Linked DNA regions of Mus musculus: all the other regions are linked to region 1. The links are chromatin contacts, called in public ChIA-PET and HiChIP or PLAC-seq maps. All regions are on one chromosome and are shown on one strand. The core of a region is the stretch at or near the end of the contact, and the rest is flanking DNA. Distances in the headings are between cores, read along the strand shown. Region 1 overlaps Iqgap1 (IQ motif containing GTPase activating protein 1). Region 2 has its middle 46 kb from the start of Gm44851. Region 3 overlaps Alpk3 (alpha-kinase 3). Region 4 overlaps Alpk3 (alpha-kinase 3).

The links. ChIA-PET counts read pairs in DNA pulled down with a chosen protein or histone mark. HiChIP or PLAC-seq counts read pairs in DNA pulled down with a chosen protein or histone mark.
Region 2: a contact with region 1 is called in an RNA polymerase II ChIA-PET map of memory CD8 T cells, with 95 read pairs. The contact joins two enhancer-like sites. A contact is called at or near these places in 4 of 115 datasets of contacts at active chromatin or transcription factors (effector CD8 T cells, large pre-B cells, memory CD8 T cells and 1 more) and 1 of 9 other capture datasets (adipose tissue).
Region 3: a contact with region 1 is called in an H3K27ac HiChIP or PLAC-seq map of embryonic stem cells, with 5 read pairs. The contact joins two enhancer-like sites. A contact is called at or near these places in 4 of 115 datasets of contacts at active chromatin or transcription factors (bone marrow-derived macrophages, double positive thymocytes, embryonic stem cells and 1 more) and 1 of 9 other capture datasets (embryonic stem cells).
Region 4: an RNA polymerase II ChIA-PET map of memory CD8 T cells shows a contact between it and region 1, with 53 read pairs. The contact joins two enhancer-like sites. A contact is called at or near these places in 3 of 115 datasets of contacts at active chromatin or transcription factors (bone marrow-derived macrophages, embryonic stem cells and memory CD8 T cells).

What each region holds. Positions count from the first base shown.
Region 1 is chr7:80,777,070-80,783,188 of GRCm38.p6, reverse strand. All of the region lies in intron 2 of Iqgap1 (IQ motif containing GTPase activating protein 1), which reads left to right. Among named protein-coding and RNA genes, the nearest start is that of Iqgap1, 23 kb to the left of the region's middle. Within about 2 kb of position 3,753, at least 245 of the 459 cell types and tissues checked have an H3K27ac peak or open chromatin away from gene starts, as enhancers often do. A contact at or near this core is called in bone marrow-derived macrophages, effector CD8 T cells, embryonic stem cells and 1 more, where this site is marked.
Region 2 is chr7:80,447,457-80,453,575 of GRCm38.p6, reverse strand. No RefSeq gene overlaps it. Among named protein-coding and RNA genes, the nearest start is that of Gm44851, 46 kb to the right of the region's middle. Within about 2 kb of position 3,580, at least 46 of the 459 cell types and tissues checked have an H3K27ac peak or open chromatin away from gene starts, as enhancers often do. A contact at or near this core is called in effector CD8 T cells and memory CD8 T cells, where this site is marked.
Region 3 is chr7:81,090,804-81,096,922 of GRCm38.p6, reverse strand. Alpk3 (alpha-kinase 3) reads right to left here. Exons shown (of 14, transcript NM_054085.2): 6 at 2,739-4,776; 7 at 1,869-2,016; 8 at 1,394-1,521; 9 at 1,230-1,265. All of the region lies in intron 2 of Gm51490 (a long non-coding RNA gene), which reads left to right. Among named protein-coding and RNA genes, the nearest start is that of Gm51490, 18 kb to the left of the region's middle. Within about 2 kb of position 2,377, at least 9 of the 459 cell types and tissues checked have an H3K27ac peak or open chromatin away from gene starts, as enhancers often do. A contact at or near this core is called in embryonic stem cells, where this site is marked.
Region 4 is chr7:81,072,468-81,078,586 of GRCm38.p6, reverse strand. Alpk3 (alpha-kinase 3) reads right to left here. Exons shown (of 14, transcript NM_054085.2): 4 at 1,597-1,714; 5 at 1-1,041. Among named protein-coding and RNA genes, the nearest start is that of Alpk3, 18 kb to the right of the region's middle. Within about 2 kb of position 3,001, at least 100 of the 459 cell types and tissues checked have an H3K27ac peak or open chromatin away from gene starts, as enhancers often do. A contact at or near this core is called in bone marrow-derived macrophages, embryonic stem cells and memory CD8 T cells, where this site is marked.

The sequences.
Region 1 (6,119 bases), core at 2,504-5,003:
GATTCTCTGTAGATCGTACGCACGTATATGGATGTTTTGTCTGCGTGCCCATGTGCACAAGAAGAGAGCATAGAACCCACTATAGACAGTTGGAAGATGCCATGTGGGTGCTGGGACCTGAATTCAGTCTAAACAGCTGAGCCATCTCTCTAGCCCCTGTTTCTGAAGTTATTTAAAGATAAGTTTTATTTTTATTTTTTGTTTTATTAATAATTGTTTTGAATGACATGATATTTCGCTGCCTGTTTTTTTTTTTTTTTTTTTTTTTTTTTTCCTGATGTGGAAAAGGGATGAGAAAAAATGTTTTATTGACTTAAAACAAGTGAAAAGCACTTTTGAACACTTGCATCGTTCAGGACAGTTTGTTCATAGTACCGAGAGCTGTGAAACACTAAGCCAGCCTTGTCTTTAGGAGTCTTCCATAGAGAGCGGCAGAGCTGGCTCAGCTGGCTCAGCAGTTAGCTGCTCCTCTAACAGTTCTGTTCCCAGCTCCCTGTGAAACTCGAGCTGTAGGGCAGTCTGTCCCTGCACTTATGTGTACAGATCCGATACACTTAAAAGCAGTACGTCTGTGTTAAAAAGAGGTCTCCATATTGATTGGACAGACAAGACATAAGCATTGAAAAGTTACCCAACAAGAAAGAATAAAAGGCCTGACTGTCACAAGGCCACATGTGGTGGCTGTGGGATGATGCAAACAGTTTCTGTGTAAAAGTTTAGAGAACAGGGACGTCATTTGGTGGTAGGGTTTTGAAAGAAAGGCCAAGATTGTGAAGAAGAGCAGGAAAACATGTCGTCCATATTTTTGGTGCCCCTCCCCTTCCCTTTTGGCTTCCAGTTGCACCTCTGACCACAGCGCTGCTCCGTAACCAGGCGCCCAGAGCCGTGGCTCAGTTCAGAGTGCAGTGTGCAGCGCAGGTGCTGTGGTGGCTTAGCGGTATGATGTCATGCCTGAGCTGTAATTTTCTGCCTCTTATTCGTTTCTTGTTTCTTATCATTTGGTCAGGGGTAGTATGTTCCTTAAGCAAGACACGGAGAGATCTTCCAACAGTTAGAGCACTTTGACTCAAAGACAAAGGAGGGGCTGCCTTTATGTAAGTAAGCACTGGTTTTAGTAGGTGCAGATGTAGAAACTCTAGGTACAGCAAAGTTTAGAAGTTGGATGGTGTTATTTGTGATCGTGGGGAAGGTGACTTTGAGGCTTCCTTGGAATTGGCAGGGATGGGCGAGGCTGACCAGGAAGTGTCGACAAGCCTTTATTCTTTGCCGGCAACTCCATCTCTAGCTTCCTGTATCATGGCTTCTCCATAAAATTCCTCAAAATCTGTTCCCCCAGCAGATTTCCTGTGCCATCTTGGGCTCCCTTCCTATTCTTTCCCGTCTTTAGGGCCTCCTCACAGTGTTGTTTTCTAACAACGCAGGCATGAGAAGGCACTCACTGTGTGCTCCCTCAGGCCTGGCCTCTCCTGGTGATTGTCTTCTTCCTCTGTGTCCTCTTCATCCCAATCCAGAGGCTGCAGCTGGTGGGCCTTTCTCTTCTCACTGATCGTTCTTGCCAAGATCAGCAATGACCTTGGCTCTGTGTCCAGGGGAGCTTTCTTGTCTCACTGTGCTGAGCGAGCCTTGTGTCTGTTCCCCATGCCACGCCCTCTCCCTTTTAACTGAGGGCAGGCTGGCTGGCTTTCTTTCTTTCTTTCTTTCTTTCTTTCTTTCTTTCTTTCTTTCTTTCTTTCCTCCTGCTCCTCCTCCTCCTCCTTCTTTCTTTTTCAGATTCTGGATTTTGAATTGTGTGTAAAAAATGTTTCTTTTCTGAGAACATGAACTCCAGAGTTCTCTGGACACTAAGGGAGTGCTGAGCTTAGGGCTCCTCTCTGTAGCTTTCTTAGAGCCCTTCACACCCCTCTCTCTTCCTCAACTGTTGCAAACCTTACAGGAAAGAGCTGTGTCCTTAATAAGATTCATAGTTGGGCTGGAGAGATGGTTCAGAGGTTAAGAGCACTGCCTGCTCTTCCATAGGTCCTGGGCTCAATTCCTAGCAACCACATGGTGGCTCACAACCATCTGTAATGGGATCCGAAGCCCTCTTCTGGTGTGTGTCTGAAGACAACTACAGTGTACTCATATAAATAAAAATAAATCTTTTAAAAAAATCCATAGCTAGCCACTCCTCCTAATTTGTTGTTACCAAGTCATAGATTTGAAAATTAAAATTTTGGTGTGTATTACTATATACTCTAAGGTGTATGTTACCTTATCCCAGGGCTCTCAGAAATACTGTTCTTATTAAGAAATGGGAGCCTGTTTTCTCTCTCCTATAGGAGCTGCTTATCCTTTTTATCCACTCTCCCTTTTTGGGAAGAGTTCTTGGGGTGACTTTAGGTAAGCTCCCTCCACTGAGCCCCGGGTCACAGCTACAATAACTGATCTAGAGTTGCAGACACTTAGCTATTGTCTAGGTTTCATTCAGTTTCCGTTTTTGTTTTTGTTTTCGTTTTTAATTATTTAAAATGAAACATTCTGGAAGTTGGCTCAGTGGGTAAAGGTGCTTTGCTTGCCTTGCCGCTAAGCCCGACACTTGAGTTCAGTCCCTGGAACCTCCTCTTGCAAGTTGTCCTCTGACCTCCGCACATACTCTGTGGCACACACATAAACAAATAAATAAATTCAATGAAAAAAAAGATTTGTAGACTTTAACTTAGATGACATAAAATTCATTTGTAATATTCAGTGAATTGTTAGTTTTTACCAACCCAGTCAGACAGAGGACCCGTTGCTATGAGAGACACCTTTTCTGATCCAGCTCTTAATAAAATCATTTGCTCGCTGAGCAAAGTGGTGGCACACGCCTTTAATCCCAGCACTCGGGAGGCAGAGGCAGGTGGATTTCTGAGTTCGAGGCCAGCCAGGTCTACAGAGTGAGTTCCAGGACAGCCTGGGCTATACAGAGAAACTCTATCTCAAAAAACCAAAAAAAGTATAGATGCCATCCAGAGTTCTCATTTTGCTCGTTAGCCTGGAAACAAGCTTTTGTGTTTTCCCCTCACTACTGTAGAATTTTCTTTCATCTCATGCCTTCTCCTCTGCAGGCCCCTTCTTTTTATTCCTACTGCTCAGAATAATCTTTTAAAATCAAAGTTCAAAGTTTTTTGTTTTTTTTTAAAGACTGGCTCAGGTAGTTTGGCTTGTAGCTAAGGGTGACCTTGGACTCCCAAGCCCTTTTTCCCTACCTCCCAGTGCTGGAATTACAGGTGTTTGACACCACACCCGACATTAAATCAAATTTTATCCCTTCATTCCTGTTTCAAATACGCAAAGAGTTTGCACATTTTCTTTGTCTCCTTCAGCCTGACCTGTTTCTTCCTATGAAACCCCTTTTCTGGTCCCCTCAACCCCAAAGGCTTTCCCTGGGAAGCGGGCTGCCCAGGGAGCCTCCTGTGACACACAGTGCTTGCTGTCTTCGGCTTGCTGGTTTTCTCCCTGGCCTGTACCTGGCACACACTGTCGATTTCCTCAGGCCGCTTGCACACCCAGGGGTTGCGTGTAAGGGTGGTTTAATGGAATCCCCAGTATAGGACTAGCTGACCATATTTGGGAGGTTTCTAGCATAGGGTAATCCTGGCCTGGAGTTCCACTGGGCAGGATGGGTGTGGCAGCTTGAGTTTCTGCTCCTGGAGGAACTGATTCTCAGCGGTTGGGGCAGCCAGTTCCGGCATTGGTCGGTTCCCCTTCTGTATTGCACAGAGCGGGGAAACCACTGAAGTCATGTGCTCTGCAGAACTTGTTCCACTGGTTTCCTCTTCACAGACCCCTAATTCAGATTCCCACCCTGATGCTTTTCTGCATATGTATGCTCTTGGTCCGGGCTTGTTTTAGCCTTGCCACTGTAGCGTTCTGGGATAGGCACGGCTTTGTTTCCCTGGTGGCAGAATGGGTAGGGCCAAGAACTGAAAAATGTTATCAGTAGGACCAGGTAGACAAGTATTATGTAACCACGGAGCTCCGCCTCTAGAAGATTTATTTCTGGGAATTGAGCAGTCTTACATTCTCTCTCTCTCTCTCTCTCTCTCTCTCTCTCTCTCTCTCTCTCTCTCTCCCCTCCCCCCCCTCACACGCACATCCCACACACGAATATATAGCTAACTTACTTATTAACACACACACACACACCCCACACAGATATATAGCTAACTTACTTTTTTTTGTTTTGTTTTGTTTTTGTTTTTAGAGACAGGGTTTCTCTGTGTAGCCCTGGCTGTCCTGGAACTCACTCTGTAGACCAGGCTGGCCTCGAACTCAGAAATCTGCCTGCCTCTGCCTCCCAAATGCTGGGATTAAAGGCGTGCGCCACCACTAATTTATTACCACACACACACACACACACACACACACACACACACACACAAACACAAACACACACCACATGGATATATAGCTAACTAACTTATTACCACACACACACACATATATAGCTAACTGACTTATTACCCCCCCCCAACACACACACGGATATATAGCTAACTAACTACTTCCCTCCTAGCTCTTAGTGTGTATGACCTCCACTCCTCACACCAACTTTAGGAGGTGTTAGGTGTTGCTCCTGTCCGTGTTACAGACGGGAAACGGAAGTCCAGTGGGGTCAGATATCGTGTCATTCTTGCTTACTCTTGCTTCCTTCCCTCTTTGCTCAGGTAGGGTAGGGCATGTTCCTATCTTAGCTGTTGTCACCTCCACTCTTCCCAGGCCTGCTTTCTTTATTGAGTCCTCCATCTTTGTTCTTTTCTTGTAGGCACGCCTACATCTTCCTCACAATGACTGAACACACACAACCCTGGCCCTGGATTTCCCCCCATCCTGGACTGATCCCCACTCCTTCCCCACTTCTTGTACCCCCCTTTCTGTATGTCGTGTCTCTTATCAACTCATACATCTATGGAAGCGACATCTTAGACACTCGCCATGATAGTGTCTGTCCAGGTGGCGGGCCAGCAGCCTTCACCTAAAAGGCAGTCTCAATGAAGACAGCTAGGTTCCGATCACAGGGCCTCAGGAAGGCCAGCTGAGCTAATTTACTCTATCCTCCCCCTTCTCCCCCCTCTCTCTTTTGTTCTCTCCCTCTTCTCCCTTCCTCTCCCCAGGGTCTCTGTGTAGCCCAGGTTGCCCTTGAACTCAGAAATCCTCCTGCCTCTGCCTCGATAGTGCTGGGATTGCAACTCAGTTCTGTTGCGGTTTTGGACTTGTGTCCTTTCTACAGCGGTGTCCTGAGTCTCCGGACAGGTGAACCAGAGTTACCTTCCCCGGAGATGGCCCTGCTGGTGCTTTTGTCTGAGTCCAGCCCCTTTGGATCAGAAGAGAGTCCTTATTCTGGATTCCCATTTCTCTGTAGTATCTGAGGGTTCAGTCCTGTCTGAGGGTCTTCTCTGGGTTGTTTGTTTGTTTGATTTGTTTTTAAGCTCGAATCCTGGCTGTGGCTGGCAAACTCTTCTCTGCTTTAACTTGAAAACGATCTGCCGCTTGCCATTGCCAGTTGGCCTTTGCCACCACCACTCCAGTATTTCCCACCTTTCTGTTCACTGCGAGCTGACTCCTGCTCCAGAGTCCCTCTACAGAGGCCCTGGAGGAGTTTTTCATTTTCTGTTCTCTTTGCTGTCCCTTTTTTACAGCGTCTGACGGCGGTGATGACAGCCAGATTCCTGGAGTGTTTCTCTTCTTTGATTACCACCACATGATCCCCTCTTGATTTCTCGTCTTTTTGCAGGGACTTTCCACCCTCAGAAGGTCCCGTCCTTGGCTATCTCCCCGTTGTATTTGTCTTTACCTTGTCCCTAGGCTTGTAGATGGCCTCATATCCGCTTGGGTTTCCAGGTGCTTGCAGGATGTCACTCTGGATGGCTGTCCCATTGACATTTCAGGCCCAACATGCACTTGTCATCCTCTTGTCTCCCTGTCTCGGTGTGGCTTCATGGATCTATTTAGTCATCCATGCCACAAGTCCCCAAGTCATTTTTAAAAAAATAAAACCTTTTCTCTTTCCTTTTATAGAAGTTTCTTTAAGTTGCTGTAGATGGTTTATGGGGCCAGATTTTTTGTTTTGTTTTGTTTCTTTCTGGGACTGTGTGATA
Region 2 (6,119 bases), core at 2,331-4,830, 330 kb after region 1:
GGACAAAAAGCCCCTTTTATACTTAGGCATACCTAGCTGTTGCCAGGTAACTGTGGGGCAGAGCCTTGAAGAGAAGCTAAAGAGAAACCTTCCCCTAGGAACAGTGATGTGGAGGCTTGACTCCTCGAGTTTGGCCAGCATTCATGGAACCTCTCTGTCTTATGTATACACCCCTGAGGTCCTTGTATTCCAGAGCTGATAGGTGGCCTCTGATCACTTCCAAGGACAAATGATCTTCCATGACCTCAAAGAGAAAACATGAAGAGTCAAGTGAATGCCAAGGCCACTCAGTGTGCACACACTCATCCTCTGCCAGCCTGGGAAGCAATGCATCGTAGTGTCCTTTTCCTTTCTGTGTAGGAAGCAGGATTCAGAAAGTTTATGTAACTTGCCCAAGCACACACAGCGAGGAAGTGGTAATGAGTAGTGTGATGGTTTGTATATTCTTGGGCCAGGGAGTGACGCCATTTGGAGTTGTGGCCTTGTTAGAATAGGTGTGACCTGGTTGGAGTAGGTGTGTCACTGTAGGTGTGGGCTTAAGATCCTCACCCTAGTTGTCTGGGAGTCAGTCTTTTCTAGCAGCCTTTGGATGAAGACATAGAACTCTCAGCTCCTCCTGCGCCATGCCTGCCTGGATACTGCCATGCTCCCTCTTTGATGATAATGAACTGAACCTCTGAACCTGTAAGCCAGCCCCAATTAAATGTTGTTTTTATAAGACTTGCCTTGGTCATGGTGTCTGTTCACAGCAGTAAAACCCTAAGACAAGTAGGGTGACACGGGCTCTACCCTGGAGTCCCAGTTTGTCTCTGGGTTTCCTGGTGTAGCTAACACACTCTCAAACATGTTGCAGTTAGGACAGCAGTTATGTCCCATCCAGGTCTACATGCTCACGAATCTCTGTTCTTTCCCTAAGCAATCCAGCCTCCTCTCCCAGCCGCATTTTCCCAAAGCCTCGGGCCCTCCTGCCCTGCCCTGCCCTGTGCTGCTGCCTCACAGGAGGCTCCAAGGACAGCCAACCTGCACAGCTCAGCTACAGCTTTTCCACAGGAGGACATGGAGGCCCAGGGCCCTGCTCTTAACTGAGAAACTGCTGTACCTCCACATCTCACCATAGCCTAGAAGACTCCCTTCATCTTTAGAAAGTTCCAGAAGCCCAGCCAAACTGTCTCCAGTTCCATAACTAGGTAGGAACTACCATAGGCCTGGAAGTCTGGCCCCAGGCTGGGTAAGGCCTCCAGGGCACAGAGTCTAGGCAGAGGGACTGTGTCCTGAACAGATTCCCTCACGGAGCGCTCTGACAGCCTCCTCGTCAACTCTCACAGTCTCTGGGTAGCCTCCCTGGTGGGGACCAAAGAGTCTCACCCAGAAGGCAACTCTGCAGGGTGCTGTGATCTGTATGCTTAGCTCTTAAGTGCTCTGAGGCAAAGGCTCAGAGCTGTGTAGGACAGAACAAAGCTCCAAGGTCCAGACCTTGTAAGCTTAGGCTTCCAAACACTACACCTCCTATTTTTTACCTCCTGGTTCATCGACCCACATGAGGAGGAGGGAATAAGATACACAGTGGTTGGGGTAGCCTTTGGACCTGCTCTGCTGATGGCTAAAAATAACAAGGAACAAGATAAACCAGAACTTAAGCTCACAGAGCCCTGGTAAGGTAGGCCATTCTCCCCAACCCTCATGTAGGGCCCGGGGCTAGATCCCTACATCCCCCCAAGTATGCACAATGGAATTTGGTCTGATTGCTGGCAGGAGGGGGCAGGGATAATACTCTGTATGGTCCTACACTGAGGTCTGTTCACAGTACAGAGCTTACCCTCCCCCCCTCAAAAAAAAGATCTGTCTGCCCCTGTGGACTCTGCAGGGCCAGCCATACTCACACAAAGGGCAGCCTGGCCTGCCTCTGTCTCAGTCCCTGCTGGGAACTATGTGACCCTTTGCCAAGGCAAGACTACACCTCTGTCAGGGAAGATTCTCTCGTAGGAGAGGAGAACCCCTAGGCAGTGACCCTTGGGACATAGTGAGGCTTGAAATGAGAAGTCTGACCTGGAGCTTCTGGCTGTTAGCCTCTGGCATCCTAACCTGGCTGGAAGGAAGGACACCGGTGACACCAAGCCTTGTTATAGCCAGAGGCCAGCAGAAGCTCAGCATCCTTGGGTCTCTTCCATAAGAGGCGCCTTGAGCTCCCTCTCCTCTTGACCAGCAGTACAGTAACTCCATTAATGTCAGAGGAATGTCAGCATCTGGTGGCTGTGCAGGAGGTTAACTGCAGAAGCAAGTGCCCACTCAAGCTCCAGTAGACAGCATCCCTCCCAACTGCCTGTGCCTGGCTCACAGTGAGGACTTGAGCATCTAGAATCAGCCTAGGAAGGATCAGCAGGGCACTGCCCTGACCTCAAAAGTCAGGGAACTGTAAGCTCCATGGCCTCGCTGAGCCTCCTGTTTGTTTGGTTGGTTGGTTGGTTGGTTAGTTGGTTGGTTTAGTTGGGTTTGATTTCTCTGTGTAGTCCTAGCTGTCCTAGAACTTGCTCTGTAGACCAGGCTGGCCTTGAACTCAGGTCTGCTTGCCTCTACTTCCCAAGTGCTGGGATTAACGGCATGAGCCATCACCACCAGTTTCTCCTTTTACTTGAGATAGTCTCACTAAATTGCCCAGGAAGACTTTGAACTTGCAATCCTGCCTTAGCCTCCAGAGTAGCTGAAATTATAGGTCCACACCACCAGAATCAGCTCAATCTCTCATCTACACAATAAATATCAGCCCTGTCACTGCCTCCCTCCCTGGTGGTTGTGGATATCCCTCTTAAAGGAGAGGCAGGCAGTGTGGTCTCACTCTATGCTCAATCTAACCCCTAAACTCCCAAGTAAATATACCACGGGCATATGCTACCATGTCCTTCTGGCCAGATACTCTACAAATACTAATTGGCCCAAACCCAGCCCTAGCCCTCAGCAGGCAGTGGGAACACACACACACACCCCAGAGAAGGAAAGACAGCAAAGCCAGGAGTGTGGGGGCCAGTTATGTGTGACGTGGAAGGTGCACAGGAGCTGCACTGAAGGTCGGACTTCTCGGCCAGGGGTCTGGTTTCTGGTTGGCCCCAGGGGTTCTCTGACTCCCTGTCTGCCCTCCCCTACTGGAAAGAATGAGCAAACCCCCTGCCTCACCATCTGGGTAGCCACCCCTAAACAGAAAGCTCTGTGGCCTGATGCTCTCCACTGTGAGACAATCACCCTTAGCCAAGTCACCTGCCCAGGCAGAAGGTGATGGGGACCTGTAGTGAGAATTTTGGTTTCTTTAAAAACACAGAAATGTTGTAAGGACATGTTTTGTCTAACCCCAAGGGTGGGGTGTGGGGCTGCCTTAGATTGTCCACAGCAGCTTACTGATTTGCCTCACTCACGCTCTAGCGGGAGTACGAATTTGCCAGTTGCAGATAGTTTGTTTTGAGTGGGTGACATTTGGCATTTGGGGGGCTTTTCAGAGAATGTATGAATGCTAGAGCCCCAGTAAGTGTGTGTGTGTGGCTGGTTGGTGGTTGGAGGCTGCTCGTTGCTGTTGATTGTGGTTTGTCAAATCGTCATGCAGAGGAGAAGAGAAGAAAGTAGATATCCTGATGGCAAAGATCAAACTTGCCCCTAATCAGCAGGAAGTGGTCGAAAGATATCATTGCCTTTTACAGAGGTAATCTCTCGTGCAATGTATGGAAGCTTAAGCTGTCAATAAAAAATCCTATGGCCAATGAGCTGAGGCAGGATTAGAAGGTGGGATATCCAGCAGAGAGAGAGAGAGAGAGAATTCTGGGAGATATTCAGGCGCAGGAGATTCACTCCAGACACAGAAGAGGATTGTCACATGAAACTGAGGACTGGGTAGCCAGTTGCATGGCAAGACTTAGACTAGACTAAACAGGCTGTTAAGCCATGAGCTAGTCGGGGATCAAGCAAAGCTTTTGGCCTAGGCATTTATTCATGAACTATTAGGTCTCAGAGCCGTTATTTCTGGGAACAAAGTGGACGGGTGGGAAAACACAAGATTTTTAACAATTAAAAACAGATGGTTTAATCCCAGCACTTGGGAGGCAGAGGCAGGCGGATTTCTGAGTTCGAGGCCAGCCTGGTCTACAAAGTGAGTTCCAGGACAGCCAGGGCTACACAGAGAAACCCTGTCTTGAAAAACCAAAAAAAAAAAAAAGATGGTTTTAACTACACCTTGTCGTATCCCTGATCTCTCTCTCTCTCTCTCTCTCTCCCTCCCTCCCTCCCTCCCCCCCCCCCCTTCTTTCTCTCCTACCTAATGTTAGGGAGTTGAAAGGAAGGAAGAGGATTTCCGATCCTCCCTTCAGACCTCCCAGGCATTCCTCCTTGGTCTCTTTCCAGCTCATGGCCTTTTTCCTTTAATTGCTGTTACATGCATACAGGTAACATAAGCTACAACACTAAACCAGCAAGATCCCTTACCGCATTCAAACCCTTGTCCTTACACACACACAGGTGTGTACAGTCTTCATCCCTCATCAAGAAAACCTCTCTGCAACAGATGGAGACCACTACAGAGAACCACAGCCGGTCAAAATGCAGAGGCGTGCCAGAAATGTTAGTGTCATCATGGTCCATCGTGGTCAGTGATGGTGAGGCCTTAAAGAGGGACGAAGACTTTCCCTGTGGGCTAATTCTCTATGGCTTTGGTTTTTGGTCTTTGGTTTTTGGTTTTTTTCGAGACAGGGTTTCTCTGTGTAGCCCTGGCTGTCCTGGAACTCACTCTGTAGACCAGGCTGGCCTCAAACTCAGAAATCCGCCTGCCTCTGCCTCCCTAGTGCCGGGATTAAAGGTGTGCGCCACCACGCCCGGCCTTGCCTGCCTCTCTTTATGGCTTTGTTAATGTCCTAGTTTGCTTTCTGTCGCTGTGATAAAGACTATGACCAAAAGCAACCTGGAAAGGAAAAAGTTTATTACATCTTAGGACTTACAGTCCATCCCTCTTCCATTGCTGAGGAAGGCAGGGCAGGGATTCCAGGCAGGAACTGAAGCAGAGACCGTGGAGGAGTGCTGCTCACTGGCTCTGTTGATGGCTTGCTCAGCCTGCCTTCCTATCCCACCCATGACTGACCTGTTCAGGGGTGGCTCCACCCTCGGGGGCTGGGGCTCTCTCACAACAATGATGAATTTAAAAAATGCCCCACAGGCCTGCCTCTAGGTGCTCCCTCAATTAAGGTTCCCTCTTCCCAGATGACTCTAGGTTGTATCAAGTTGACAAAAAAAATAAAAATAAAAAAATAAATTAAAAAAAAAAAACCAACCACCTAGTCAGTGACCACACAGTGCATTATCATAGAGCGTGTTTGTCCCATGTCAGTGACCTCACAGTGCATTATCATAGAGCGTGTTTGTTCCATGTCAGTGACCTCACAGTGCATTATCATAGAGCGTGTTTGTTCCATGTCAGTGACCTCACAGTGCATTATCATAGAGCGTGTTTGTCCCATGTCAGTGACCTCACAGTGCATTATCATAGAGCGTGTTTGTTCCATGTCAGTGACCTCACAGTGCATTATCATAGAGCGTGTTTGTCCCATGTCAGTGACCTCACAGTGCATTATCATAGAGCGTGTTTGTCCCATGTCAGTGACCTCACAGTGCATTATCATAGAGCGTGTTTGTCCCATGTCAGTGACCTCACAGTGCATTATCATAGAGCGTGTTTGTCCCATGTCAGTGACCTCACAGTGCATTATCATAGAGCGTGTTTGCCCCGTTGAAATTTCACTTTCTGCCCTGAGTTCAAATCACAGACGTCACTGCCTTTACAGTGTTGAGCTAATTAAACTTTTTCTTTATAAGTAACTTGTTCTCAGGTATTTCCATATATATATAAAACAAACGGCAGCAGACGCCCTTCCTCCCGCCCCCCAAATAAAAGGCAGGTTCTGTCACTGGCTCTACTGCTTTGCAGGCGTCTCCCTCTGCTTGTAGATCTAGGTTCTACCCAGTGCCTGAGAATGGGTAGATAAGTGCATGGTGCATGGTGCTTGCTTGATAGGCAGGTGGATGTAAGGAGCTGAGGGCGGGGTCGGTAGGTAGATGGATGGATCATGAATGGGGTTGGGTAATGAGCGAAT
Region 3 (6,119 bases), core at 1,128-3,627, 320 kb before region 1:
ATACACACACACACGTACAAATACCTACTCACATATAGACACACACACACACACACACGTACAAATACCTACTCACATATAGACACACACATATACACACACACATGTACAAATACCTACTCACATATAGACACACACATGCACACACAGAAATTCTATGTATTAAGTGACTTCAACAAATGAATGGCAAGAGAGAAAACAAACAAGGGGGAGGAACAGTACATTAGACAACACAGGAGACAAATTAACAGTGGTTGCTGATTCAAGCCAACTCACGGACACAGCTGGGGAATGTGAACACTGGATGATATTAAAGAATTCCTAAGTTCTTAATTTGGTTGAGGTTTTAGTTTCTTTGACTTTGTTGTTGTTGAGACAGGGTCTCATTCTATAGTCCAGGATGGGTTGGAATTCACTACGCAGATCATACTGGCCTGAAATTTATGATAATTCTCTAGATTCTGGCTCAAAGTGCTGGGATTACAGGCATGCACGTCCGTACCTAGCCCGGATGTGGTTCAGTTCGATAGAGATTAAATGCAACCAGACAACTGAACACAGAGACTTTACAGCACTCTCCTCCAACAGGGAAACCCTTGAAGTGCTTGTCAAATGCTGGGGATAACCAGGCATGGTGGCACACACATTTAATCTCAGAATTTAGGAGGCAGAGGCAGGTGGATCTCTGTGAGTTTGAGACCAACCGGGTCTGCATAATGGGTTCCAGGGCAGCTCAGGCTACACAGTGAAATGTCCTGAAGCAAACAGCCAACTTGAGGGTATGTATCTCACAATCTCCAAAGAGCTGTGGGAAATGCATATTTCTTTCCTAGGCATTCAGGATGCTTGAACAAGGGGCTGAGAAGCCGTTGGGCTCGCAGCAGACTATCTGTGGCTCTAACGCCCAAGTCCACAGGGCACTGGGAGAAATTCTGGGTCTTGGTCTTGGTGGTTGTCATGTCCTTCAAGGACTCTGAAGGGGACAGAGGGCTGCATTGACTCCTGCTAAGTGACCCCACACCCCACCCTACCCCCACCCCAGCTCATCTCCCTCCACAGTCTTTAGAAACACCAGCCCTCCATCACCCCCCACAAGCCATGTCTTAAACTGGCAGCAAAGAGGAACAGCATGCAGACTTAGGGAGGATTGTATGCCCCTAAGGACAGAAACCCTGCCAAGGGTGGGCCACGGCATGAAGACATGCCCCCCTACCAGAGGGCCAACATACCTTCACCTTCCTCTCTGGAGATGAAGCCGGACAATACTATGTGGAGAAAAAGAGAGTGCTACTGTCTTCAGGCTGTCTATTTGGGCAGAGCCCCATCCCTGCACAGCACAGCGCTGCCTCCCACAATGCAAGGCCAGGCCAGCTGAGATCCACAGAACACTCACCCTCGGGGCTGAGGCAGAAGTCAGTGGACGCTGAGCCATGCTCGTTTTGGATGGTACAGCGATACACACCACAGTCCGTGGGAGACGCCTGCACGATGGCCAAAGCCGCTGGCCCCTCGTCCCCTGCACTGCAGAGAGCGGAGACCCTTCTCGTGAGGGTCATCACCCAGGGCCTTCGACCCAACTCTCACAGGCTGCTGGGAACCCAGGCTCTGGGAGCCCTGGGAAGGTGGTGAGAGGTTCCAGGTCAGAAACCGGTCCTCAATCACACAGGTGACACTTACTTGCTGTGTGACTTGAGACCCATGATTTAAGACCTCTGAGTTTCAATTTTCTGATCTCCACTTGAAATAAGAGACTCACTCACTGGGACTAGTGTGAGGACAAAATGAGGGGACGGGTTCAAGATGCTAGTCCCCAACATGACTGTAACTGCGGAGCCCGGGCAGGTGGCGGTGCTCTCCAGACAGCTTACCTCCTGTTCACTTCGCCCACTGGGTGCTGATCCTTCGCCCATGTCAAGACTGAGTCACTAACAATGTTGAAAAACTGGCACCAAAGCTTCAGACTACCAGAAGAATCTGGAAACTGTTCCACCCGAATTTTCCGGATCACCTGTGGGGCTGAGAACAGGAGCCCTGTTACAAGACAGAAGCCGACCGACTCCTACCACCCTTGCCCTCTCGGGTCACACCCATTGCATCCTTGGGTATCCTTAGGGAACAGCCTGAGCATTATAAGGTGCTTGTGCTGGAGAGCACGTACCTTAACCAGGGTGGGAGGCAGGGAGACAGGACATAGGGACTCAAGGCTAAGCACGTTCACAGAGACAAGCAGTCAAGAGAGGCTTTTGCATTGGCTGTTGCATTCTCTCTGAACCTGCCTCTGAGTCTTATCTTGGCTGTGGGATCACCATGGAACAAGTCCATAAAGGCAGAGGTGATGGTGGGGCCCCGGAGGCCCCTGAAGCCAAGGCCTGTGCTGAGCTGGGCCTTTGTTTGCATGCTTTGTTCCTGTTTGATCTGGTTTTCAGACAGGGTCTCCCTGAGTAGTACAAGCTGACCTTGAACTTTCAGCCTCCTGCCTTAGTTTCTGGAATGCTGAGAGCAAAGAAGGTCCAACAATACCTGGCCCTCCCTTCACTAGATCTCTCCCTGGCCTTTACCCCTGACAGTGCCCCGTCACTGTCACCTCCCTTCCTGGCGCTCTAGGCCCCTCAGATAGCTCCTGCAGTGCTGTTTCTCAAGGAACTACTGCCTCTTAGCAGGGAGGTGCCCCTCACAGGGTGGTACTCACAGTAGGGCCCTGTGTTGACAGCTTCCCCTGCCCCGCTCCTGGCACTCACCTTTTAGCAGGTCCTTAGCTTTCCTTTGCTTGGCCAGAGCTTCCTGCTTGCCTTCATCCACCGCAGGCTCTGAGTCCAGGCCACTGTCTTTGGATCTGGAGACCAAGTCTCCAGTTGCAGGCTCTTCTTCTGCGCCAGGCACCTCTAACATGCTGGCTTTTCGGGCCTGGGTAGGGGACCGTCTCTCCCGCCCTGGAGTCCCTGGTGACCCAGGTGTCAGGCCCTTCCTGGGTCCCCGGGGGGAAACCGTGGGGCTCTCCCTTTCTTCAGCCTTGTTTGCCTCTCCATCTGACCCTGCTCTGACCTTAGGGAGGAACCTCTTCCTCCGGGCCCCCAGAGCCAGTTCCTCGGGTGTAGCTGCAGGGAGACCCGTCAAAGCCTCCCCTGGCATTGCTTCTTCTTGGCAGGGCTCCTGGGTTCTGCTTTCCACTGTGTGCCCCTCCACTTCCCCTAGCAGTCCCTTCTTGTCACTTTCCTGCGAAGTCCTCTCCTCGGAATCCTCTCCCGCAGATCCTTCCTCACCCACCACAATGGCAGGGATGGTGAGGGGGGTGGGGCACGGGCCCCGAGAGCACTGGGCAGCAGCCAGAGCCTGCTGGCCAGCCTGTACCTCACGGTCCAGAAGGCCAGTAAGGCGGCGGGAGGTGCAGGGGCTCAGCAACAGGGTCTGTGCACTCTGCACTAAGTGATTGTTCTCCACGCGTTCCAGGATTCGCCTCGACGTCCTGGGACTCAGCCCAGCCACCTCCATGGTGGGGACCAGAGTAGAGGAGGAGGTTAAGCCCCCGGTGTCTGCCACTTCCTGGGACTCGGCCCTGGCTTCACTTGTCTCTGGACTGGATAGCTTCAGCAGCAGAAGCAAGTAGTTCTTCAGGGAATCTATAAGGCCAGGGTCACAGCTCCGGGTACCTGAGGACCTCCCGTCCACATTTGGCTCCTTGGCACAGGCTCCCTCACTGCTAGTAGCCATGGCTTCTGGTGGGTGACTCTGAGTGGGGGACCCTGGCCCCAATTGCAGAGTGGGAGCAGAACTCGGAAAGTCCTGGTCCCTGGAGGGGAGGGGGACATCTGTGTTTGTGTGCAGAGAAGCTGCGGTGCCTGGTAGCTCCTCCTGCAGACTACTGGTTAGGCCCGTCCCAGGAAGAGAAGGCATGGCAGGCACCTCCTGACTCAAGCCAGTTGAATGCCCACCAGAGAGACCCACATGAAGCGGTTCCTGGGGCTGCTCCTTCTTGGGGCACTGAGACAGGCTGTCCTCTTGCTCTGACCTTTGATGTGTTTGTCCTCCCAAATGCTCTGAGTGCCCCTCGGGAGGCAACTGTGTTGGGTAGGTACGGTTCCCTGATGGGGGGCCTAGCAGCCCATCCTCATGGCTTCTGAAGGCTGCCTCTTCAGACCGCAGCATCAAGTCAGATCTTTCTTGGACACAGGGTGCCTCTGTGCTCTTCTCAAAACATTCTATAGCCTGGGACTCTCTAGGGCATCCTGATGGTGAGCCTTTGAGAGCTCCAGGAAGTGAGCTGAGGCTGGCCATGGACAACTGCTCTGATTGGGTTTCGAAAGCTACAGGAATGCTGCCTGCTGCTGACTGTGTCTCTTTTTCTTCCTCCTGTATCCTTGCGTCTCCAGGGTCTTGCTGCCACCTCTCACCTGCCTGCATCTGTCCTACCTGCATATCCACTCTTCTCTGTGTCACCAAATTCTTCCATGAACTCCTGTCTGACTGTGGCCTCTCACTTCCTTGTGTCACAACGTCCGTCGGTGCCTTCTCACCTGCCTGTGTCCTTGGCGAAGCGTGTGCTCTGTCTTGTGCTCCGTCTCCCTGAGTCCTCCCATCCACTTGCAGCTTTCCATCTGTGTGTGTTTTCTTCCTGCTTCCAGTTCTCCCATCCACAAGTGTCCTTCCATCTTCCTGAGTTTCTGTATCCATGGGCTCCGTGGCCCCTTGATTTCCAGAGCTGTCGTGATCAACAGAGACGGTATCGGAGCTGCTGTTGGCAGACTTGGTGGGAGCCACGGTTGCTGGGGACTCCAGAGCCTAAAAACACATGGCCAAAAGCACAGTCTTAACGACACGTGTTGGTCTCTGTGCAGCTGGCATCCCAGCTTTCTCTGATCTCATCCAGAACTGCTCTGCAGGGAATCTTGCCGCTACCCAGTCCATGGCCCAGACACGCTGAGAACCCAAAAGAACCCAAAGCTTCAGTCTTGATCCCAGAAACTCGATTAAAGAATATCTAGAACCCAGGCCCGTCTGGCCGTCTGACCTCTTCCTGAAGAAACCTGCCAATCTTGAAAGACTCTTTGTGACCGACCCTGCCAACTGATCCCTCTATCACTTGGAAGATATTGTCTTTGCCCCAGTGCTCCCAGAACCTCCATTTGCATCTTAACCTCCCCACATCTGTCTGTCTTTCTTCCCTCTCTCCATCCCTCTCTCTCTCCTTCCTTCCTTCCTTCCTTCCTTCCTTCCTTCCTTCCTTCCTTCCTACCTTCCTTCCTTCCTTCCATTTGGAAGGTAGAGAGCAGGGGGTTCAAACAGGGTTATATGCAGCACAGGCTAGCCTCAAACTCACTCTGTAGCTGAGGTAGGCCTTGATCTATCTATTGATCCTCCTCCCTCAACCTCCTGAGTGCTGGGATTACAGGCACAAACCACCAGGCTGACTAGTCCTTCTTGAATGTAACACCTGACTTAGAATTACAGTAAATTGAGAGAATGTCAAAATGTGTGTTGATACTGACTTCAAGGACAGTGTCTGGCAGAAATACTGGGCATGTGGAAATAACAGGATGTCATTACACCTAGAGTGGGAGAACTCTGAATGACACCCTCGGGTGTCTCTCTACACCCTCTGCTGGGGAGCACTGTGCTAAGTTCTCACACACCGGGCTGCCCTCTCACTTCTCGCCACAGCGTCTGCTAGCCACCCTTAAAGGACAACAGTGCTGGGGTGGATGCCTCCCCACCAGAGAATAAGAGCACTTGTGCTGCGAGCAGGACAGAAAGCCAGAATGATCCTGGTTCAACAGGACAGAAGGCAAGAATCAACTCCCCAAAGCTGTCCTCGGACCTACGCACCGAACACACATGCACACACATACACACAAACACAGGAGACATATACACAGATATACACACCCACACATATACACACATGGATACATACAGACACACATACACACAGAGAGAAACACATACACAAGAGACATACAGACACACAAATGGATACACACAGATACACACACATACACAGACATACATAATAGACACACTCATACATACATAGACACAAACATACACACACACACACACTATGGAGGGAGATAATAAGTAAAATAAAATGTGAAGCCAGGTTTGATAGCTCACATCTTTAATCC
Region 4 (6,119 bases), core at 1,752-4,251, 300 kb before region 1:
TGGCTGGAGACCATCGGTACCTTCTCCAGTCTAGACTTGACTGGTGTCTTTCCTGGGGGACTTTCTCCAGCTACCCTGGTACTTGGAGGTGGAGGTTTTTCCTCTTCCTGGGACCTGCCTGCCCGGGTGGTCTCCATGAACATGTCCTTCAGGGAGAAATACACCTGCTCTGAGCTGCGGCTTGGAACAGGGGTGGGTGCAGGGACTGGGACAGGGGCCGGGGCCAGGGCTGGGGCGGGGACCGGGGCAGGGGCGGGGGCGGGGACATCCTGGACCTTGTCTTGAATGCCCAGGACAGAGGCTGTCTTCCTGGTGCTTTCTATCCCAGGCCCCCGTGCTACCCGGCCTCTGGGCTGGGTCTGAGCTGGCTGTGTATCCGTGGACTTCTCCCTTCTACTGGAGTTGGGTTTGTCTGTACTGGGGACGACGTTTTCTGAAGAGCACTGGCTCCCTTCTGCCTTTTCTAACTCCAGCTTCTGCTCTCCTGGTTTAGATTCCTCATCCTTCCTTTTCTTCTTAGCCCCAGACTCCTTTGGAGGGCTGTTCTGAGGCCCCAGTTCCATGACCTCGCAGATGTATGTCAGCAAGCCACGCTCTTCGTCTTCCCCGTTCTCTGGAGCAGGCTCCCCATTGGTGGGCGCCTCTCCAGGAGCAAAACTGTTGATCAAACCCAACCCCGGGTGCTGAGCAGACTCAGTCTCTCCTTCCTGCCAAGCCGCTGAGGAGCCTTCCTCCATTTCCCTGACTGGCGTGGAGAGGACAGCCTCTTCGACTCCACTCAGTCGGCGCTTTCTTTGGAAGCGGTCGGGGCTGATCTTGCGAAGAAGCGTGTCAGCCTCCCCTGAAGCCTCTTTTCCATGCTTCCAGCTCTGCTCAATCTCCCTCATCTTGGCTGCAGCCTTGCGCTTCAACTTGGCGAACCAGCGCTGGTGAATCTTGTACTCCGTCATAGTGCCCACCTCTAGGACCCCTGAGCAGGACACGATGCCCTTGGTGTTCCGGGCAGAGGCTTGGTAGATGGCAGCATCTTCTTCCTGACACCTAGAGGTAGGAGCATGAGGCGCCATCTCTCCCCGCTCCTCCCCACAGCCAGAGTCTCTGGCATTGACCACCGGCTCCCTCCCAATCCAAGTCGTGCCCTACTTTAGGCGTCATGAATTTCCTCAGCTACAACGGAGGAAACTGAGGCCACAAGAGGACAGCTGACCAAGGTCATGCTGTCCCAGGAGGGATTAGACTCGGGGCCCAGAAGAGCTCCCTTCAGAAGCAGGTGACCAACACAGCCCTGAGAGTAGTAATGACGGCACTGTTGCTTTTCCTGGCTGCTGACCTCATGGAAAAGGTTTCTGAGGGTCAGGGCCTCCTCTGGTTGCACTCACTTGTGGCTGTCAGAAGCACGTCTGCCCTGGCCTGGGGAGATCCCAGACACTGGCAGAAAGCACAGTTCACCAGGTAGATCAACTCAGTAGTAGAGCCCTGCCCTCTAACTCCAGAGAGTGCCTGGGCGTTTCCACCCAGCTGACTCCAGGTCTGATGGCAGGATCCAGCGCAGGGCCCTCGGGAGGGCAGAGAGCCATGCCGGCCCCTCTCCCTCACCTGTACAGCTGCAGGGTGTGACGGTTGCCTTGATGAGTGATCTCGTATTTTGGCAAGCCACAGTAACGGTCCAGTTCTATGTCATCCTTGTACCAGGTCACCTCTGGCTCTGGGTATCCTGACAAGGAAGCAAGAGATTGAATAATAGTAGGTGAGATCCAAAGTAGTGGGAGGAGACGCAGAGGCAAGGGCTTCGAGCTGTCTGAAGAGACTGGACGGTTCCAGTGCCCCGGGCCCTCCGGAGGCACTGTCCCTGTCACTCAGCTCAGCTTCAGAAAGTAGGATCTGTCAAAGCAGAAAGCATTCTCCCCTCTGACTGAAAGGATGAGAACTAGGGGGAAGAGACTTCTTAGCTTTCAACTAGAAGAGAGATCTTTTATTTATTCACTTATTTGTTTATTTATTCATTTATTGGTCTCTTTGAAACTGGGTTTCTCTGTGTAGCCCTGGCTATCCTGGAACTCACTCTGTAGACCAGGCTGGCTTCAAATTCACAGGGATCCACCTGCCTCTGCCTCCAGAGTGCTGAGATTAAAGGCACATGACACCATCACTTGGCTTATTATTATTATTATTAAGACAGGGTCTTTCTATATAGGCCTTGCTGTCCTGGAACCATGTAGACTAGGCTGGCCTTGAACTCACAGAGCCCTGCCTGCCTCTGCCTCTGAGTGCTGGGATAGAGATGTGCGCCACTGCACCTGAGCCTGCAGAAGCCGTCTGTGGAGCTTTTTATGCCTTGTCTTCCATCTCTACTCCTGTTTCCTCTGCTACACTTGAACTGTCCGTCGAAGTCAACTGTGACGTGCACATTGCTAAATCGCTCGTTGATCCTTAGGCCTGACTGCCTACTTCCTAGACTGGCTTTAGCTGCTCAAGGAGCAGCAAGGACCCCCTGCTGTTGCAACCTCTAGTCCAGCCCTCTCCTCTCAACTCCAGACTGTACATTGACTTCATATCTGCACTTGACGGCCTAGCAGGCCACAGGTGTGACCCATCCGACTCCTTATCCGTATCCCAAGCCTATTCACACACAGCTCAGTAAGGGGACAACCCATCCCCCAGTGTGGCTCAGGCCACAGCCCCGAGTCCTCCTTTTTCCTTTCTTCTCACACTCACCCTGTCAGATAGTCCTACAGGCTCACCCTTGGGAGCAGACCCAGGATCTGACCATTTCCTGTCACATCCTAGTCCCCACCACTTTCATGCCCCACTTGGGTCCCAGGGAGACCTTCCTTGATGGCCTCGCTGCCCCTGTCGTGGCCTCTCTTCAATTGGAAACGCCACAAGCAGAGTGTGACTTCAGATCCATCTACTCTCAGCCACACTCAGAGCACCCCAGGAGCCCCACCTCACACAGGCACACACAGTCTGCACCCTGTCGCTGTGGCAGTGACCTGATCTCATCTCCCTCTCCCATTTGTGAGCCGCACCCCCGCCTCAGTCTTGCTGGCTCACACTAACAGCCCAGGAGGCCACATCCTGCGCCACTCTGCTTCCTGTCTAACTCCTCACAGAGGCCTTCCAACAGCCTGTGCGAGCCTGTGGCTCTCTCCCCTCAGCCTTGCTGTCCTCCCTCGTCTTGCATCTTTCTTCCTAGAGCACACTGCCATGAGACACACTGAGCTTGTTAATTTGTGTGTGTCCTGTCTGTCACAGTGTGCCCATCACAGAATATCGAATATTGGCTTCGTGACAGCGGGGACTTATCTGTGTTCGTCAATGCTGCATCCCCAGTTCCTAGAATAGTGCCTGGTAATGCAATCCACAATAAGTAAATATTTACCAATGAATACATCAACTGTATGGAGAACTATGGTCCAGAGAAAGAAGCGAGCTCCTTGGCTGGGGATTTGGTCTTGGATCAAGTAATACTGAAGGCATGGGTGCATACCCCCAGTCACCAGCCCCTCCCCTTCCCGCCACTAATCACACCTTAGCTTAGCTCCTTGGCCATCTCTCCTACTAGACCCAAGACTCAAGTGGGCAGGAGCCATCCTGTGTTCACTACCGTATCTCTATCGCCTGCACCAGTGCCTGCATAGCGGTTCCTCCATAACCCCCTGTCAGAGGAGCAAGCAAAGGAGTAAGGAACAGGAAACAAACCCACGGGAGCCCCATCCGAGGCATATGAGGAAGGGCAAAGGGCAAGCAAGGGAAGTCGAACATCAGCGGGGAGCAGGGGAGGCAGGGCTACAGCCGGCTGGGCCAGGAACAAACTGGGCTGTGCTGGCTGTAAACTGAGCCCTGTGTTTCCACTGTGCGCTAAAGCCCTGGGTTACATCACTGTGCGTGTGGCTAGGGCAAGCACAGGTGCTCTCACCATCTTGTGGGATGATCTCACCCACCAGGGCCTTGGAGTCTTCTGCCTCATGACCTGCCCGGGAGGGACATCCTCAGCCTGCAGTCCAAGAGAGGCTGGAGTGGGGCAAAGGCCTGGGACAAGGAGGGGAACAGGGAGTGGCCTACACAGCTGAGCCTGAGCCACAGGAACACCCCATAATTCTGCCAATAATGGGGATCAGGGCTTCATAGCAAGAGTGGCTTTGAAGCTGGGCGGTGGTGGTGCACGCCTTTAATTCCAGCACTTGGGAGGCAGAGGCAGGCTGATTTCTGAGTTCAAGGACAGCCTGGTCTACAAAGTGAGTTCCAGGACAGCCAGGGCTGCACAGAGAAACCCTGTCTTGAAAAACAAAACAAAACAAAACAAAACAAAACAAAACAAAACAAATGGCTTTGAAAACAAGATTATTTGTAACGTGCTGGTTACTTCCTGGGTGATGGTTACTATGTTATATAAATACACAAAAGCTCAAGAGGATTATGTCCTTAACTCAGCTCCACACATACTTCCATGCATGGTACACATATGCAAACACACACGCAAACAGAGGGAGAGGGAGAGGGAGAGGGAGAGGGAGAGGGAGAGGGAGAGGGAGAGGGAGAGGGAGAGGGAGAGGGAGAGGGAGAGGGAGAGGGAAAGGGAGGGAGAGGGAGGGAGGGAGGGAGGGGAAAAGAGAGAGAGAGAGAGAGAATGAACTCTGGGAGAGTTCAAAATAGAACCTGAGCCTGTAGCTTTCCCCTGCCCCTTCACAGCCTATGGTCTGCTGCACAGCTAGCAGGCTCACCTAGGGAACCCAACTTGGACACCCACTGTCTTTTCCAGTCACTCCTAATTTAAAGAAACTCAGAGTCAGACAAATAGGAGTTTAGAGTTTTAAGAGAACTAACTGTCAGATATGGAATTTTCCCTGGTTCCTCTGAACTCAAATTGCTCACATTTATTGAGGAAGACTTAACTGTGTGCCAGAAGCCAAGAGACAGTCCTCACGCATGTCCCATCTACTCTCAGATCAGAATGCTCCTAAGGATGTAGTCACAATCCCCAGTACAAGACATCGAGACCCACACCCAAGGTTTAGAGCTCTTGCTGCACTTGCAGAAGCCTGGAGTTCAGTTCCCAGACCCCACGCAGTCCTGCAAAACCACCTGAAACTCCAGTTCCAGAGACTCTGGCGCCCTCTTCAGGCCTCCTAGGGCGCTGCTACACACATGCTATACATAATATTCTGGAGCATACATGCATTAAAACAGTTAAAGGCTTTTTTAAGTAAGGGAAATGAAAAGGAAATTAAGGCTCATGAGTTAAGACTTCTACAAAAGTCACCAGTGAGGAAGCAGAAGGGCCCAGACTCCAATCCCTCTCTGCTATGCAGTGAGCGCTGTGATTCCTGCTTCACACAGGAGAAAAGCAAGCCCCACCGGAGCTAAGGGAATTACTACCCAGGGCTACATGGCTGTCAAATGACATAGAAACTTCCCTTCTCTAGCATTCTTCCCAATGAGGACTCTAGGGCCAGTGTATAACATTTTGCACCTAAAAGTCCTCATATTAGACTTATTTGCCCAAAATAGGATTCTTTCTCTTTTCTTTCTTTCTTTCATTCAATAAATGTGGTTCTTATCACAGATTAGGTCCCTGGCTTCAACCTACCTACCTCTGATGTTTTCTTCTTCTGCCTTAGCATGTGAATAAGCACATACGTGCACATACACACCCCAATACAGAATGCACCCCAGAACTGAAGAGAGTAGATGGGGAGGCCACCACACTGGGCAGAGATGAGCAGTCTCAGACAGTAACATTCCAGCCTAAAGAGGCCTGCAGGAGCCAGGAGTCAGATGGCCCAGCCACTGTCTGTCCCCACAGTGAGTGAAAGAATGCTGTAGGTCTTGTGTTCCTGCTCCAGGTCCGCAGGGGTTTCCCTCCCAGAACAGCCAGTTCCCTGTTCTCCTGCTACAGCTAAATCTTCCTCCCCGAGACAAAGTTCCAACCATAAGGAAAACATCATCTTCGCCTGGCAAGGTCCCAGAGTCGGGGCTGACACATCCTACCTCTGTTGGGGGAGGGAATGCTTCTCCCAGGGAGGAAGAACAACTGCCTCCGCTAAGACAAGCAGAGACAGCAGCAGCCTTACACAAAGGCCAGTCTCAGCCACTGATCAGCCAAGAACACCTCTAGA